6 separate regions of the Mus musculus genome follow, and regions 1, 2, 3, 4 and 6 are each linked to region 5. Evidence: chromatin contacts called from public Hi-C and promoter capture Hi-C data. All regions are on one chromosome and are shown on one strand. Each heading gives the region's core, a stretch centred on a gene start, on an enhancer-like site or on the middle of the called end of the contact. The rest is flanking DNA. Distances are from core to core; before and after follow the strand shown. Region 1 holds the start of 4932438A13Rik (RIKEN cDNA 4932438A13 gene). Region 2 holds the start of Ccna2 (cyclin A2). Region 3 holds the start of 1810062G17Rik (RIKEN cDNA 1810062G17 gene). Region 4 holds the start of Zfp267 (zinc finger protein 267). Region 5 holds the start of Dnajc19 (DnaJ heat shock protein family (Hsp40) member C19). Region 6 holds the start of Exosc9 (exosome component 9).

Region 1 (2,792 bases), core at 116-2,615, 2.8 Mb before region 5:
TTATTTTGTTTAGTTTTTTAATCTTCAATGTTGTTTATCTTTCCTCTTCTGAAGGTCCTTCTGCAGCGCTTCATCTTAACAAGTCTGAAAAGACCAGCATATCAATCAATTAGAAAAGGTATCCTAACTTTGTTGGTAGAGCAACCGTTTCAAACTAAATTATTTAAACACACCAGGAAACTCTTCAGTATTTGGTCCAATGTTACATTCCTACACCTCAAATAAGACTAAAATAATTTAAGAACCACTTTATATGTAAAAGAAACATAGGAGTCCACGAGGTAGGAGTCAGGATGCTAATGGTGACGTTCTACCTGCGAGGCACACTTAAAAGTGCAGCCTTGAAAGAATGTTTCTACTGACACCGAGTCTGCTGGAAAGAACTGTGCCTTCATTTCCTCTCTACTCTGGGCACCTGGCACATTTTATCACAGGGCACTTGCCTTGCAAACTTTTAAGGCATTTGAGTAATGGGGGGGGGGTGGCATGCTAACTGAGGGGCCATAAAGTGAGAAAGTCAGGTTTGAAACAGTTCTGTTCCAAGGTTCTCAGCTACAAAGTGGGGAAAGGCTTCACCTTTTTGTTACAAACTGTATGAGCGCATATTAAAATAGCACATAGCAGTCATTGCTAAGTCAAATATTCTGACTAACTCATCCACTTTTATACTTGTCAGATTAAATCTGCTTCGTTGTCATGCACGGGATGAAAGCAGCAACGCGAAACCACCTGAAACCTACTTTCTCCGTTCCAGAACCCATGACTGCTCAGAGGAAATTTACAAGAATTCGTCCCCTTTACCGGACATCCCACTGTCAACACCACAACCGATGGGGCGAGGAAGGAAGAAATCTAATATTCCCCGGATGGAAGATAACCCTTGTGGACCTTCCTCTGGCAGGAGAGGTGTCCACTCAGGTATGCCCTACCAGACGAGGGCCGAGCCAACCCGGGGCGCTCGGCCCTGCCCACCCCGCCAGGTCCGCGCGCCCGCCCCCCCCGCCCGCAACCCCAGCACCCGGCTGTCAGGGCCTGCTAGGCCTCCACCTTAACCTCCGACCTCCGACCTCCGACCCCCAGGCCCGCGCCACAGCCGCGACCCCGCAAACCTTCCAGACTCACCCGGAAAGGCGCTGCCCACCTCGCCACCTCCCAGCCCTCACCGCGCGCAGCCTCTCGAGCTCCTCTCACTTGACAGCACAACAGCCCCGAGTCGGGACCTCCGCTGATGCTTACACCCTCAGCCTGTAGCACGTCCAGCTCGGCCCGCCGCCTCGGACACCCATGGGGCGGAGGAGTAGAGCCGAGGCAGGAGTGGAGGCCAGCGGCACCGCAGCTGCGTCAACTGGCAGCGTATCACGTCAAGGCGCCAGCGCCTCCGTGTACGCCACTCTGGCCCCGCCCAAGAACCGAGTTAGCCCCGCCCCTCACTGGCACCAGGCCCGAACGGAGAAGCGCCGCTTGGGCCGGGGGCGGGGCCGGGGCGGGGCGGGCCGGGGCGGAGGCGGGGCCTTGGAAGGCCGGGGCAGAGGACAGGGCTTAGGCCCTAGGGATGAGATCTAGGTCAATGGGGCAAAGCCTGAGCTTCAGGACCAAACTAAAGACTAAAGTTGGAACCTGTGCCTAGAGGCGAATCCTGTTTTTACAAGAGAACAGGCCTGAGCAGAGGGGCGGGGCCATGTCCACAGGGCGTAGCCTAGTCTGAGAGACACAGGTCACTACTGATTTGAAAACTACCTTGTTCCAGATTCCAATTGTGGCGTGGGGGTTGTAAACATCGTCCTGATAATGTAGACAGTATAATCAACGTAGGAAAAGGAAGCCAGAAAAAGGAGAGTCTGCTAGCTATGGCATGCATCTCACAGAAGATGCATTTGATGTATGAAACACTGACCTAGGAAATTAACCAAATATTTTAATTTTTCACAAATTAAAACCTAAGGCTCAGGAAGTTGAAGTACTTTGTCAGTTTAGAGATCTAGGATTTGAGCCCCAGCGCCACAGCTTCCAGTACATTCTCTACACTACCTGTCAATATCTAAGCCTCTGGTTCTAAGAGTTCAGGTCACTCAACATTTCCACTTGGGGGTGGGAGCATCCACTTTTAAACAGATGTGAAGCCAGATATAATAAATAAATAAATAAAGTCTTAGCAAGAGTTCTTTGAACTAGAAGTGACTGAGATATGATTCAGTTTCCCCAAAACAAAACAAAACTGAAACTAAATTGCTCCAGAGATAAGAAGATCTTAGGATAGCAAGAAGAGAAGTATAATTCACAGCAGACTTCCTCTACAGTGAGTGAGGAATTGGAGAATCTGAACACTTACTTGTCTCCTTTCTTCTTATCCCCTGAGGAAGAGCCACCCTGAGCTACAGGTGTAAAAGAGATGACATCTTCAAGATGAGTTATTCATCGTAGAGCTTTTCTATTCCAAGGGCCTCTAACCCTGGGAAGATGATTAAGCAAAGAGTTCAGGGTGGCTCAGGAAATTTACATAGCAACACTTCCTGGCTCTTGAACCTTCCCCCTACTTTGACTTTTCACCAGCATGTGAAAAATGCAGATGGTGTCAGAAAAAGAAAAAGAAAAAAAAACTGCCTCCAGCAAATACAATGTGAACTTCTCTAGCTGGACATAGCTAAAGTATGCATAGCATCCCAGCACATTGGAAAAGCCTGGGTTTGAGACCAATAGAGAAACTTCTGGACCAGCCTGAGCTACATCAAAAAGAAAAAAAAAAAAAAGAATTTCATAACAAAAACCAGGTAATGATATTTTGTGCTATAACT
Region 2 (2,700 bases), core at 190-2,689, 2.5 Mb before region 5:
CTAACCTGCCTACAGAATTTATTATGCACCCAAGACTTTCTCACAGATGAACAGTACTGATATCTGAGTGTTCACTATTCGGCAAGCACAGGGTCTCTTAAAATATCCTTACATGATGGTGTTGCAGATCTACCGTCTCTCATCTGTGATTCCAAAATCTAGGAAGCAGCTTTGAAAACCAAAGTTTACCTTTGTAAATCATTTACCAGCAAATTGTCTTAATCTGATTGACTTCATGATAAAACCTGATTTAAACTGACACGAAGCTTTTTCTATTTTTTTTTTAAATCCCACTGAGTGCAAGTATTCACCTGTTTATTGTAAAAGCATTGCCATTTTGTTAGCAGATATCAGCACTCAGTCTCATTGGACCAATATAAAAAGTATCAATGGTATATTCTTTTTCTCTTCCTAAAATATACTTTTTTTCAAGGGTCTTGTATAAATAATAGACAACTTGAGTTGTCTCTGTGTTACATCTTGAAAACTCAAAGGTGCAGTAATTTCCCAGACCTCTGCACCCAGTAAGCCCATGGGTGAAGTGCTTCAGTTCAGACGTTCTTCCTGATGCAGCAGCAGTCAGTCGCTGGGATGCAGGGTGCACCGACACAGATTCAGAATCGCGACCAGTGGCTTGTCTAGGTCAGCAGTTGCAACCCATTGTTAGAAGGTTATCAAATATTTATGTCTTGAAAGTTGCTTCAAACCTTCTCCACATACACATCTGTTTTTAAAAACACCAACCTCTTCCAGGCTTGTATGTGTTGAATAATGGAGTCTCAGGTGGTGAGAGAATGCCACATGCATTGTTAAAAGAACTAATCAATAACAAGAAATAATATTTTTCTTCGTAGGTATGATTACTGATCTTTTTATAGATAAATTTAAGTTCAAAGGCACTAATGTAAAAACCAAAGTACCCATGCTCCTGGAGATTCTCGACAGCTACGACCAGAACACACTGATTTCTTTCTTCGATGCAGCATGAAAGATAAACAAGGTAGGCCAACAGGACAGCCGAAGAAGCAAGCAGAGCCTGATCAGACCCGAGGCACCTCAGATGGACGTCCCACATGTAATCAGAAGAGTGACGGCCTCTAAGCATCCCCCTACGAGTACCCATGAAAGTCCTTTTTATTGTGTACTTGAGGGGAAAAGAAGATCTTTTAGTCATTCATTTCAGGGGAATATTGCATTGAAAGTTTTAGAATACTATTAAATAAGAGCAAATAAGCTGTCTTTTGTTTTCAAAGGGTAGTTATGAAAACAATGATTACATTTTATTATATTTTATGTATGATTCTTAACTATTAAATGTGAACATTTAAGGTAATATACTTGTGTCTTTATATATTTATTTAGGTTTTGTATATATTTCTCTGTGTGTGTGTGTTTGGGTTGGTTTTTTTTTTTTTTTTTGTGGTTTTTGTTTTGTTTTGTTTTTCGAGACAGGGTTTCTCAAGACAGGATTTCTTTGTGTAGCTGACCTGGAACTAACTCTGCAGTCCAGGCTGGCCTTGCACTCAAGAGATCCACCTGCCTCTGCCTCCTGAGATGCCCGGAAAAGGCTTGGCCATCGCCTCCTGGCTGCCCGGTTTTCTTATGAACACTTTTTTTCTACTTTTGAGACATCATCTCACTACATAGCTGACTTGGACTAACTTGAATTCAGAGATCTGAAACTCTGGGATTAAAGGTATGTACCACAATGCACTTCATTTCTAAATGTAATATCTATTTGGGTCAGTGGAACTTCATGGTCTGATGTCACAACCAAGGATTAGCAAAATTAATGGACAGCTGAATTTCTTGTAGTACACCACTTGTTATCAACAATAGCTCATGTTGGCATTTTAAATTAACCCATCTTTAATTGGGGGTGGGGGTGGGGTAGTTTACTGGAATGCGGGGCATAGAGACACGCCTTTAATCCCAGATCAGTGAGCTCTGATAACGGATATCAGTGAGTCACAGGACAATTGGGACAGCATTATGAGACCCTGCCTCAAAATCAAACAACAAACAAATGATATACAGGAGAGGTGAAACAATAGTAAACAGTAAAAGTTCCAGCGTTTCCCTATGTTGTATGGCAGCATCACAGAGAAAGAGAAAGGAGTAGTGTACCCAGGACGGGGCAGTTTGTCATTCAGATCCATACGCTCCTGCCTAGGCGCCACCCAGCGACCAGGAGAAGGCGCTTCACCCCTTAGCTGAGGCGAAGGCCGACACCTCGAGGCCCCGAGGGCTTGTCTGGACCGCCCAGCGGCTCCGGCAGGATCCTATGAGGCTACAGATCCACTGAGCAGCAGAGATCGGCCGAAAGCGGCCGCCCGCCCCGCCCTCCTCTGCGCAGGCGCGTCCTCAGGCTCCCGCCCTGTAAGATTCCCGTCGGGCCTTCGCTCGCGGCGACCGGCGCTTCTGGTGACGTCACGGACTCCGGACGCCCTCATTGGTTTATTTCAATAGTCGCGGGCTACTTGAACTACAAGACCAGCAGCCGGCGGGCGGCGCGCAGCTCGCGGCTCCTGGGCTCTACGCTCCTCCCGCCTGCAGCCTCTGCTCCGCGGGTCGGCCGCCAGGGTCCCGCGCTGCTCCGGAGCGGCGGGCGCTGTGCACGCTCTGCCGCCGACAGAACCGGACCGGAGCCGCGATGCCGGGCACCTCGAGGCATTCGGGTCGCGATGCGGGCTCAGCCCT
Region 3 (2,700 bases), core at 122-2,621, 2.4 Mb before region 5:
AGAAATAAAATTCTATTGCTTGTAAGAAACCAAGTTACAGCATCTCGTGCTTTCTTTCACAGTGTGCCCTCTCCTCAGTGCTACGCTATATTTAGAATATTAAGGTAGGCCATTTTATGAATGTCTCCTAGGTGCTCAGAACACTCAATAGCATTCAGTCAGGCTTCCTTCCCTCTAGTAGGAAAGGCTTCTGAAAAGCCTTCTTGGGAAATAGTGTTCCTCTGCCCTCTCATGCATGAGCTCTGCCTTTCAACACGGAAAGTCAGCTTGCTCCTCCAGACTGGGGTCCAGGTGAATAAGCTAATTGTAATAGGATGTAAAGGCAACATTTGCTGGGGAAGATCAAAGGTCTGGGTCTAATAATTTATGTTACTCCTTGGCTGCAGGGCGGATCACTAGTCACTGCCAGCCGTAAGGCAGTTTTCCACAGCACTGTTAAACAGGCTTCTGCGGTCTTAACTCCAGAGAAGGAGGACACGGAGTTGAGTAGATGTAAGAAAAAAAAATACTTAGGTCAAAGACTGAAGGAGATGCTAGTAGAAAGAAAGTAGATAAGTGTGAGCGACTGAGAGATAGGTGGGCCTTAAAGGAATGCGGGGGCGAGGAGGCAGGGAAATGGTTGCATCGAAGTCATAACCGTACTTGAAGGGTCAAGTGAGAGGATCCCTTAGTGTAGGCAAACAAAACAAAACAAAACAAAAACCAAAGTAGTCTAGAAATTACAATTCCCTGGGAGAGGTGCTGGAATGTCTAAGGCTGTGGGAGCGGCTAGGTCCCCAGAGAAGGGGGCGCATGAACAGGAAAAGCAATAGGACAAGGGTACACAAGGGAAAATGGCAGGCTTCCCCTCCTCAGCGGCAGTTTTGTCTGCTTTTCCAGAAAACCATCAGTCTACCTATCAGGGCCAGACTCAGCATGTGGCAAGGCTCCCCCAACCCCCACCCTCGGTTAGCTTCTTCTTGCTCAAAAACCTGATTTTGATCCTTCTAGAACATCCGCGATCCTTTTGCAGCGTCTTTAGGCCTGGGGGCGGGCGGGGGGGGGGCGGGGAAGCTCCATCTTAGTCACCTTGCACCTGGGGTCTTTGAAGTTACAGGCTGAGTTTGGAAGTGAAACCATTTCCGCTCTGAGGCTTTGACACTGCCAGGTACAGCTCTTAAAAGAGCTGCCCATCAGCTACACGGACATCCAGAGGCAAACACTAGCACGAAACACTTGGAAAGCAGTCTGGAAAAGGTCCTCACTGTCCCATGCTTAGAGTGCGGTGCAAGACGCTGTGAGGTGCCGCTGTGACAGTCCCTAACTCTCTAGACACACCCAGACCCCTGGGCCTGCAGCGCCTCCAGCGTAGCGAAGAGTGAGCGAAAAGCCCCACGCAGGCGCAGGAGCATAGAGGCTAGGACGTGGCAGGGCGTGTCCTGATGGGGGCGCGGCCCGGGCTGGGACCTAATTAGGGAGGTGGCCATGGTAGGGGGGTGGCCTTGTCTGAGGAAAGTACCGTATCCAGGGATGTGGCAGCTGCCTGGGACAAGGCGGGGCTTATAGTGCAGCGTCTCTGGGGGCGGGACCCTGGTGGGTGTGTGATCTTGGCAGGGGCGTGGCGTGGCGGGGCCAGGTCGGGCTAGGCTGGGCTGCCCAGGGCGTTTCCGTTGCACGGAGTTGTGAAGAGTACTGCCTTGTCCTTTGGCGTGTGCATCGGTCCTGCTCTCACCCGCAGCCTGCGCTCTACTGCCTGGTAAGTGGCCGTAGTCCCGGGAGCGACTCCTCCACCAAGGGCTCAGGGCCCTTTTGGGGTCAGGGGACCAGAGCTCCAGTGACCCTGTCTCTCTTTTCCCCTCTCCCTGCAGCTCCAGTCCACTCCTGACCGACAGCATCATGGTAAGCCGTGTGACCGCGACCAGGGCGATCGGGACCCTCTCTGAAGGCAGCTGCCTTCGCAGTCTCTTGGTTTTCGCCTTTCCCATCTGTGTCCCGCTCTGTGTCCTCTCTGTGACCTCTTGGGTGTCCCCCTCCGTGTGCGCTCTCCTGTTTTCTCCCTCGCCCCGGAGTGTCCGGAACCAGCCGGTGTTTCTCCCCGGTGCATGTGAATCAGGCCGCCCCAAATCCAGAGTTGCCAAAATTAGATCCGGAGCAGGAACAGTTCTCTTGGTCATGTGAGGAGAACGCCCTTTGGCTTCCCCTATTTTTTTATTTTTCCCGCAGTTTCCTGTGTTTGAATACTGGGTGTGCGTGGGCAATCTCCATGGTGCTTCAGGGGAGCTTTTTCCAGCGCAAGGCGCAACTTATTTAACAGGAACCGACTGTGCCTTTTCTTTCTCTTTTTCTGCTAAAGGCAGTGAACCAAAAAGCTGGGTTTCCAAAGTAATGAACTGGCAAAACGAGTTCTGAATTGAATTTGCCTTGGGATTCTTTCAGAAGTTGACTTCCGAATAGGTTTTTGTTGTTGTCATTGTTTTAGGAGATCTCTTAGTATTTTTCAAGACTGTAGCAAAGAAAAGTTGATTTTTGTTTTGTTTTGTTTTGTTTTCCAAGCTAGGGTTCCTCTGTGTTGCCTTGGCTGGCCTCGAACTCACAGACTGCCTCTGCTGAGGGCTAGAACTAAAAGCCTTCACCACCACCGCCCAGCGTATGTAGTAATTTTTCAAAGCTGGTCATGTGAAGAAGTTATCATACCTAAAATATTCCGCCCTGAGGCAAAGT
Region 4 (2,872 bases), core at 281-2,780, 2.1 Mb before region 5:
GACGACCAGAATCCTCTCACCCCACAGGATCCCATGGCTGGCATGCACCTATCCAGCTCAGAAGATAAATAAACAAATGAAAAAGAGACAATAACAACAGAACAAGGAAGCAAGAAAGGCTAGTGAGTCTAAACAAGGGGACAAGCAGGCCCATGAGCCCTGTCACCTTCCGTCCCTACAAGGGATGCAGAGCAAGGCGGGAAAGCCCAGAACTGGTTTACAGAACACTTCTCCCATGACTACTTGGCAGTCTGGATTCATTCTTACAAACTTGCAGCAAGGATTTAATTAAGCAACCAGAAGGCCTCCTGCATGCTAAGTACAACTGGCAGAATATTGATCAAAAGGCTGAGATAGCTCAAGTGCGTTTCAGATGGGAGAACACCAAGACATCCAGCAGCGTCCCAATGCGGTCTAGCCTCACACCCCAGGCTGCTGGGACGATCAGCCCAGACACTGACATCATTGGATGCTCCTAGACACTGGAGACAAGGCAGCTGGTGTTGGCATCTCTGAAACCCGGGCAAGGAAAGGGCCAAGTAGAGTCAGATGAAGATAGACCCATCACTATGGAAAATCTCCAAAAGGCAAGTACAACCCCAAAGCATTCTGATTGGGGTTCCTGTGTCTAAGGATGACAAAATGAGAGGCATTGTGTGTGTGTGTTTTAATAAAAAATCAAGTGATTTTATGTTAAATATCCATAGGGTAAATCCTTTTTAAAATGTCGCCCAGTGTGTGGAGTGGGGAAAAAAACCAATCAAGCAAAATGTATGTCTATTTGAAATGCTGCGTGGGAAATGGGTGTTAATATTATTTTTTAAATGGGCATTTGGGAATGCGGTCAGGAGATGGAAATTTAGGAATCTTCCTCCAACCAGAGGAGAAGCGAGGACAGGGGAAGAGCAGTCATCTGGATAGGAGATTCTGCTTCGCGTTTATCTAGACTGCTCGGGAGGAGGGACAGGACACCTCACTGAACACTTTCCCTGCGGGAGCCCTACGCTTGCAGGTTATCGCCGCACAATCCGGGCTACTAGGCTGGAGCCTCTGAGGACTCCAGGGCAGCAGGGTCTGACCCTGGGCCTTCACTGCACCGGCTAGCTCGGGGGCGCGGCCGGGTACCGGGGATCTCCAGCTCAGGCTGCGCGGTGACGCATGGCCCACCAAGGGGGACCTCAAGCCGGCCGATCCCAAGGGCCGGCCGCAGGAAGGCGGGGCCGCCGTCGCCCCCCATGCAGTCGCCGGCTCCCCCTCGGCTCCCCGCAGCCCTCCAGCCTCGCCGCGCCACGCACACACTCACCAGCAGGCTTCAGCAGTGCTCACCGTCCTCCCACATCGAGCACTGGCCGCAGCCGATTCCCACCGGCTCTACACAGCCTCCCTCCAGTCTCAGGACACCATGCACACTCACCATTGTGGCTTGACTACGCGGAGTCCGCGTCCTCCCGGTGGATGGCCCGGCACCCTACAGACGCAGGGCAAACGGATGCCGCAGGGCTGAGCTACAGTCTACACCGGAAGAGACCCAGCCTGAGGAGGATTCCAAGATCCTGGACTTCAGAAACACAGCATGAAGGCCCGCCCCCTCTACCCTGTCTAAACGTCTGATTCGAAGTTCTCACCATCGTGCTGCTGATTGGATGACTTTCCGGTCCCGCCCCATCAGGCCCCAGCACTACCCTATGGGCTGAAATGACAAGTTTTTGGTACAGTTGTAGTAAAGCTGACCCTAGAGGAATCATTCCCATTTACTATTGTATATAAAGTCAGACCAATTTATGAATCATATATATGTATATTATTCGCAATAGAGAAGAGCTTTGGCACCATTTCCCCCTGAGCTCTGTCCTTGAATTTCAAATTTTAAAAGGGGAAAAAAATCTCCTGAATCAGCAATATTGAATATAGAAAGGGGGAGTAATACTCAAGTGTTACTGTACTGGCTAGTTTTGTGTCAACTTGACACAGTTGGGGTTACAATAGAGAAAGGAGCTTCAGTTGAGGAAATGCCTCCATGAGATCCAACTGTAAGGCATTTTCTCAATTAGTGATCAAGGGGGAAAGGCCCCTTGTAGGTGGGACCATCTCTGGGCTGGTAGTCTTGGGTTCTATAAGAAAGCAAGCTGAGCAAGCTAGCAAAGCATGCCAGTAAAGAACATCCCTCCATGGCCTCTGCATCAGCTCCTGCTCCCTGACCTGCTTGAGTTCCAGTCCTGACTTCCTTTGATGATGAACAGCAGTATGGAAGTGTAAGCCTAATAAACCCTTTCCTCCCCAACTTGCTTCTTGGTCATGATGTTTGTGCAGGAATAGAAACCCTGACTAAGACACTTACTTAATTTAAAATTTTCTACTGTTCATATTAAAGTTAAAACAGTGATTGTAATAAAACCCAGTATATCCAAACATATCATCATATGTGGAATTGGTTACACACACACACACACACACATATACATATATGTATACATACATACATACATACATATACACATATACATACATGCACACATATGTATACACACACATATATGTGTGTGTGTGTGTGTGTGTGTGTGTATATATATATATATATATATATATATATATATATATATATATATATATATATGTTACTATACTAAATCATCCAAATTCGGGTCTTCAGCAGGTTTCAGGTCACGTCTGTCACAGTCCTCTTCTGAGAGCTATAATTTTCCTGACCTCAAGAAAGTGAGGGGAACCTGAGAATCTCTCCCATTTATGTCAGAAGTGAAGCAACACAGTTTCCTGCCAATATTTCTTTTAGGTCCCAGTGAATGGGGGTAACCATGTCCTAAAACAGATCAGGGGACTTCAACCAGGAGTGTTCAAAGGTGGGCACATGAGG
Region 5 (2,700 bases), core at 127-2,626:
AACTGGCTCACAGTCTCAGAGCTGACAAGGCATAGTCGTCTGATCCCATTGTTTCTGGATGTGTGGTGAAGCAGAACCTTAGGATGGGGAATGTCGGACCTACCAGCAGAGATGAATGATGGCCAAGAAGCAAAGAAAGGGAGGAGCTAGAGACAAGAACCTGCTCCGCATAACTATGATTCAGCTACGTCCCCATCACCTCCCACCATCCACCAAGCCAAGAACCAACTGATCAATCCACTCATCTTCTTAGAGCCTTTCGATCCAGTTACCTTCCCAATACCCTACCTCTAACACATCCCTGCCATGAGTTCTTAACACACACACACAAACACACACACACACACACACACACACACACACACGAATCCATGCATGAGCCTCTGAGAGACAGCTCAGATTCAAAGCACGACAAGTGAAAGTCCAATCCTCACAGCATGCCTGGATTTCATGTCTGCCCACCTAGCCAGGAGAAAGGAATAAGTCTCTGCCTAGTTTCTGTACATCCATGCCCACAGACATGACACTCCCCACAGCTACACCACAGAAACAACCCATGAGAAACGGAAAGATAAGCAAAATATGATACATTCACACAATGGTCTTCTGACAACAAAGGGGAGAAGCTTGGGGAAGTAGCAGGCGAAGACTGGCAAGATTAACAGGAATTCATTGACAAAGAACAGCTACCTTAGTTTCTAGCTTCCCTTGGGGTCACATATGGCTTTTATATTCTCACAACTTACAGCCTTTATGCAAAAAGACAGCTCCTAGTCACTTTCCTTCTAGTCAAGTGCATTTGCCATGCTTAGGCCAAACAACCACATGCTGTGAGCAACACAGGTACAAGAAGCTCTTTTAATTACACAAATAGTAAGTCAGGCTAAAACAGGAGAGAAAAAATTCATGGTGAACACACAACAGGAGCTGTATTTTTAGTGAACAAATCTACATAGCCTGAAGCAGACATCAGGAAGGAAGATGGAAAAAAAAAAAAGACTGGAAAAAATCATTTTCCATATCGTTTCTGATGTTTATAGATCTAACTACGTTCCAAGCCAGAAGAAGAAAGATGTCTCTGCAGGCCATGAAGATCAGCCTTGTGGCTTCTTGACATCTACTGGCGACAGCCCAGGGTAGCAAAAGATGCACAGAAGACAAAATAAATGCCTCATGTGAAAAACAACGCTACTTCCACGGGGTGGGCGGAATAACCTATATAAAGCAAAGTTAGGGAGATAGGTTTTAGCGGGAAAGCCTGTTTTAGGGCCGGATATTGGACTTGCAAGTCAGGAATCCCGGGCAGAGGGCATGGCCAGTCCCGCCCCAGTCCGACCTCTCCGTCAACCGGAGTTGGTGAGGCCCTTTGTGCGGCACTTTGTGCGACAGTTCCGACGCACTTTACGGCGCCGCTGCCGTGTTGCGCGGCGCTAGTGGAAGTGGCGGCATCGCTGGCTCGGCCCTGTCGTTCTCCACAGCTGTACCGTGGCGGTGGGCTCGCGCTGGGATGAGCGCGCGGTGCCGAGCCGCGGAGTGGAGTCATGGTGAGTGGTCGGCGCTGACGGGCTCCGAAGGGGCGCTGGGCGGATACGGAGACTGACCTTTACTCCGGCCTCCGGTGGCTCCAGCTGACACCCCTTATCTGCTTGCAGGCAGGCACACGTTTGTGCCTCCTAGGAGGTCGGGCTGTTACCCCACTACCATCTCCGCACTCCTCCCCTCTTTACGGTGGAAATACCTTATGGGATCAGGGAGCCTTTGCAAGCACTGTTTCCAAATCCAGCAGAAATCTTATTTTCACCGGTCTTGTCTAAACTAGAAAGGGGTTCCAATGCCCAAGGGTTAAAGTTCTCTTCCATGGCTGAAAAATCACCATCTTACTGTTGTGGGTAAAGATGACTTACCCTTTTCTTCTTGGTGAAAATCCCATACTCTGACAATAAATTGTGGATAAAAATTGCAGTAGTTTAATTTTTTTTTTTTAAACAGGGTTTCACTTTGTAGTCCTGGAAGTCCCAGAACGTACAGAAATTCACCTGCCAATGTTTCCCAAGTCCGGGGACTAAATGCAAGCCGCCAATGTGCACCACGTCCAACTGCAGTAGTTTTAAAGACATATTTCTATTAGAAAAAAAAATGTTTCTTCCAGCAGACCCTGTGCTGCACTCTGTAAAGTCCCAGTTGCTTAGAGAGCTAGTCGCAAATTCGTGGGCAGCCTGGACAATTTTAGCAAGACTCCACCTCAGAATAAAAGTGTTGGAACTTTGAGAAAGGCTGGAGTTGTAGGCACCTTACCAGCATGAGACACACACTAGGTTCCATCCCTAATCCTGCCCCAAAAGGGAAAAAGAACCCACCTTTCACCAAAATGAAGGTCGTAATGAGTTTGGCTGCGGAATAGGTAGCAATTAAGAGTAGTAAAGACTTGCTCTTCTCCTCCATTACAGGCCAGCACAGTGGTAGCAGTCGGGTTGACCATTGCTGCTGCAGGATTTGCAGGTTTGTCTGTGGGTTGGGGGTGGAGCAGACTGGTTATGCATGGATTTGCTTATTCTGTTGCTTTTGGTTTTAGGCCGTTATGTTTTACAAGCCATGAAGCATGTGGAGCCTCAAGTAAAACAAGTTTTTCAGAGCCTACCAAAATCTGTAAGTGAACCTTCTTGCTAACTAACTTGCCTGTATTTGAAGCCTGGAGCTTGC
Region 6 (2,700 bases), core at 127-2,626, 2.5 Mb before region 5:
TCTCACTGAGGGTAAGTTCTTCCATGGCTAAAGTAACTTAACAAAGAGTGAGATACCTGCCAGGCTCAAAAGCTGGAGCAGCCATCTGAGAAAGCTCAAGGTTAAAAAAGAGGATACCTTCCGTTGCCCTATTGAGTTTCGGAGAAACAAGTTCACAGGAAACCTGTCCAAGGACTCTGCAAAAATAAAGGTGCAAAGCAGTCAACTAAACGTACTTTCTTTTCAATTAAAAAAAAAAAAAAAAGGGTGACGAAATCTAAAATAACAACAACAACAACAAAAACCTAAACAACACAATGTGACATAAGAGGCAGAAATTACATATAGAATGTGGTAAACTGGACCCAGCAACCTGCCTACACACACACAATAATGCACATACACAATAATAAAGGTTTTTTTTTTTAAGGGTAAGTAGATTTCACGCAGAAATAAAAAATATTGGTATACACAAAAGGATGACAGAAAGGAAATCTCTTATTTCTTACATCATTTGAGAATAAAAGGGAAACTGAGGCTTACTGATGACATGATCGATACACTCCTCACACTAGAAAATGAGACATGCAGATAACCTGTGTGATCAATGTTAGCTGTCTACATGATTTATAATGGTCATACGGAACTATGATACTCATATAACAGAAAGCACTAATGGTTGAAAGTTAAACTGCGCACAAAACTAAAAAAGGCTGGCATTAAAGAAACATATTTCTCATCAGAATAATGATAATAATAAGAATAAGAATAAGAATAGCACGTTTGGAATTCGGAGCTGCTCAGTAAACAACCGAGTCAGTATGTTGTGATTTTCACACCTCCTGTTGCATTATCTAACTTGAATCCTGTTACCTTGTTTTTCCCAGTTCCACAATACAGCATCCATAATCCGTTCCGAATGAGATCCTGATGTTCCTGTAATCATAGGTCTGTCTGCCGTCCAGGCGCTGTAAGCAAACACCATTTACTGCTTTAACATATTTATGAGTGGCAACTGTGTCTGTGTGGTCCTGGTTCCCAACGTCCCTGCCACTGAATACTGCTGGCTTAAGGTTCAAAGGAACTGGTCAGGGTCAAATACTGCCCTGAGGCTTGGGGAATGGGGAGAGTCCACACTGGGCAGCCCCCGAGTCCACACCACGACCACACAACAGGCCGAACTGACAATGTATCCACGGACAACCCGAGTCTACACCCAAAGCCACGGTGTTCACACCGCAGGCCTCGCACCTTCTTCTCCTCAATTGCGCGGAGCAGGAAGCGGCGCTCACAGTTGGAAAGCGGCGTCTCCTTCATAGTGGCGGGCCACGCAAAGGATGAACGGCACCGAGACAAGTCCGCACACCGGCTTCTTCCCGGCGCGGAAAACCGACGTCATCCAGGCGCAGGCTCGGGGGCGTGGTGTGGGCGTGGCTAGAGATCGGGGGCCGCTGGGGCCGGTACAGGCAGTGTAGCAAATCAACGAAGATTTCCCGGGTTGGTCCTGCCCGGCATCGCAGTGGAGATTAGCATCTGCAGTGCAGTCCTGTTCCTAGTTTTTTATTGAGACAGAATCTCACTCTGTCTCTGACTGAACTCAACAGAGACTTACTTATCCCTACAAGTCGTAACAGTTCTTGCTTTGGGGGTAGGAAACAAAGATTTCCCCAGCTCTTGGGTCTGGATGTCTACCATCTTCCAGGCTGACCTAAGTATTGGGATTCCCTGGCACTTCACCACAGAGACAGTCTACTGAGGATGCTGACTTTTGTCAGAGAAAGATGGAAGGGTGGTGCGAATCGGTGGAGAATCCTTGTAAGGGCTTGGGGCGGATGGGGAGGATGTAGCCGACTAAAGGTGGTTCACATGGGACCTGAGGACGGGAAAACAAGTGAAGTGTAACGTCACTGACTGGAACCTCGTTTACTGCTTATATCTCATTTTAAACCGACAGGCTTATTTTTACAGACAGACATGTGTCCTCCATCTGCTGGCCGGTGTCCTGATTCACCCACATCAAGAGCTGGTATTTGACAGCTTGCGCAACGAGTGAGGCAGCAGTAGGTGATCCTTTAGTGCCCAAATCTTCTGTTTCTCCTTTTTTATTATTGTTTTTTTATTTTAATTACAGAGTCTCACTGTGTATCACTGGAACTAACAGAGATCCACCTGACCCTGCAAAGTTGTAACAGCTCTTGCATGGGTTTAGGAAATAGGGATTTCCCCCAGCTCTTGGCTATGGCTAGCTAGCAGCTTCCAGGTTGACCTAGTTTTTGGGATTTGCAGCAACAATGAATGCTACAGCTCTTGGCCCAGGGTCTGAGACCTTGGCCCCAAAGATTTAACAACTCTGAAACGTTCCAGTTGTCAGGACTGTAGTTTCTGGTCTTGCTCTCTGTTCTCTCCAGCTGTCCCTTTTCTGTGCTGCCTTTCTTCCAGTCCCGGCTGCTTTTGAACTATTCAGCTGCTGCTTCCTCGGCTGTCCAGCTGCCCGGCCTTGCCATTGTCTCAGCGTGGCCGCCAGACTGCACAGCTGCGTATGCATCACCGCTCTCAGCTGCCCCAGCTGCTTTTCCCGTTGCCCCCTCAGTTCACAGAACAGAAAGAGAAAAGTTTCCTTGAATCAGATGCTTCAAATCCAGAGAAGACAGCACAGGGTAGTGCCTTCCAAGCATCTCACTAGGTGATCCTGAGCATACATCTTCTATTTTTCTGGATTTT

Evidence for each region. Promoter capture Hi-C pulls out the DNA fragments that hold promoters and counts their contacts. A called contact is a pair of places that touch in the nucleus more often than the background predicts. Capture Hi-C pulls out chosen DNA fragments and counts their contacts.
Region 1: a promoter capture Hi-C map of pre-B cells shows a contact between it and region 5. The contact joins the promoter of 4932438A13Rik here to the promoter of Dnajc19 in region 5. A contact is called at or near these places in 2 of 39 promoter capture datasets (liver and pre-B cells) and 1 of 9 other capture datasets (adipose tissue).
Region 2: a contact with region 5 is called in a Hi-C map of B cells, with 7 read pairs. The contact joins the promoter of Ccna2 here to the promoter of Dnajc19 in region 5. A contact is called at or near these places in 5 of 39 promoter capture datasets (the C10 cell line, hippocampal neurons, liver and 1 more), 2 of 484 Hi-C or Micro-C datasets (B cells and Th1 cells) and 1 of 9 other capture datasets (liver).
Region 3: a promoter capture Hi-C map of liver shows a contact between it and region 5, with 3 times the contacts expected there. The contact joins the promoter of 1810062G17Rik here to the promoter of Dnajc19 in region 5. A contact is called at or near these places in 5 of 39 promoter capture datasets (embryonic stem cells, hippocampal neurons, liver and 1 more), 3 of 115 datasets of contacts at active chromatin or transcription factors (astrocytes, double positive thymocytes and thymic regulatory T cells) and 1 of 9 other capture datasets (liver).
Region 4: a promoter capture Hi-C map of liver shows a contact between it and region 5, with 4 times the contacts expected there. The contact joins the promoter of Zfp267 here to the promoter of Dnajc19 in region 5. A contact is called at or near these places in 3 of 39 promoter capture datasets (embryonic stem cells, hippocampal neurons and liver), 1 of 115 datasets of contacts at active chromatin or transcription factors (astrocytes) and 1 of 9 other capture datasets (liver).
Region 6: a contact with region 5 is called in a promoter capture Hi-C map of pre-B cells, with 7 times the contacts expected there. The contact joins the promoter of Exosc9 here to the promoter of Dnajc19 in region 5. A contact is called at or near these places in 6 of 39 promoter capture datasets (the C10 cell line, embryonic stem cells, hippocampal neurons and 2 more), 1 of 484 Hi-C or Micro-C datasets (Th1 cells), 1 of 115 datasets of contacts at active chromatin or transcription factors (astrocytes) and 1 of 9 other capture datasets (adipose tissue).

Annotation. Positions count from the first base shown.
Region 1 is chr3:36,861,679-36,864,470 of GRCm38.p6, reverse strand. 4932438A13Rik (RIKEN cDNA 4932438A13 gene) reads right to left here and starts at 1,365. Exons shown (of 86, transcript NM_172679.2): 1 at 1,123-1,365; 2 at 1-84.
Region 2 is chr3:36,571,777-36,574,476 of GRCm38.p6, reverse strand. It overlaps Ccna2 (cyclin A2), which reads left to right and starts at 1,439. Exons shown (of 9, transcript NM_009828.3): 1 at 1,439-1,696; 2 at 2,174-2,700. The coding sequence starts at 2,654. Bbs7 (Bardet-Biedl syndrome 7 (human)) reads left to right here. Exons shown (of 19, transcript NM_027810.3): 19 at 855-1,334. The coding sequence ends at 988.
Region 3 is chr3:36,474,608-36,477,307 of GRCm38.p6, reverse strand. 1810062G17Rik (RIKEN cDNA 1810062G17 gene) reads right to left here and starts at 1,371. Exons shown (of 3, transcript NM_028183.1): 1 at 1,069-1,371. The coding sequence starts at 1,173. Anxa5 (annexin A5) reads left to right here and starts at 1,421. Exons shown (of 13, transcript NM_009673.2): 1 at 1,421-1,735; 2 at 1,848-1,878. The coding sequence starts at 1,876. It overlaps Mir7009 (microRNA 7009), which reads left to right and starts at 1,784; the gene lies at 1,784-1,847.
Region 4 is chr3:36,149,738-36,152,609 of GRCm38.p6, reverse strand. Zfp267 (zinc finger protein 267) reads right to left here and starts at 1,530. Exons shown (of 4, transcript NM_001101478.1): 1 at 1,415-1,530. The coding sequence starts at 1,417.
Region 5 is chr3:34,080,030-34,082,729 of GRCm38.p6, reverse strand. Dnajc19 (DnaJ heat shock protein family (Hsp40) member C19) reads left to right here and starts at 1,376. Exons shown (of 6, transcript NM_026332.4): 1 at 1,376-1,544; 2 at 2,448-2,499; 3 at 2,573-2,646. The coding sequence starts at 1,542.
Region 6 is chr3:36,551,282-36,553,981 of GRCm38.p6, reverse strand. It overlaps Exosc9 (exosome component 9), which reads right to left and starts at 1,376. Exons shown (of 12, transcript NM_019393.2): 1 at 1,231-1,376; 2 at 853-947; 3 at 57-176. The coding sequence starts at 1,296.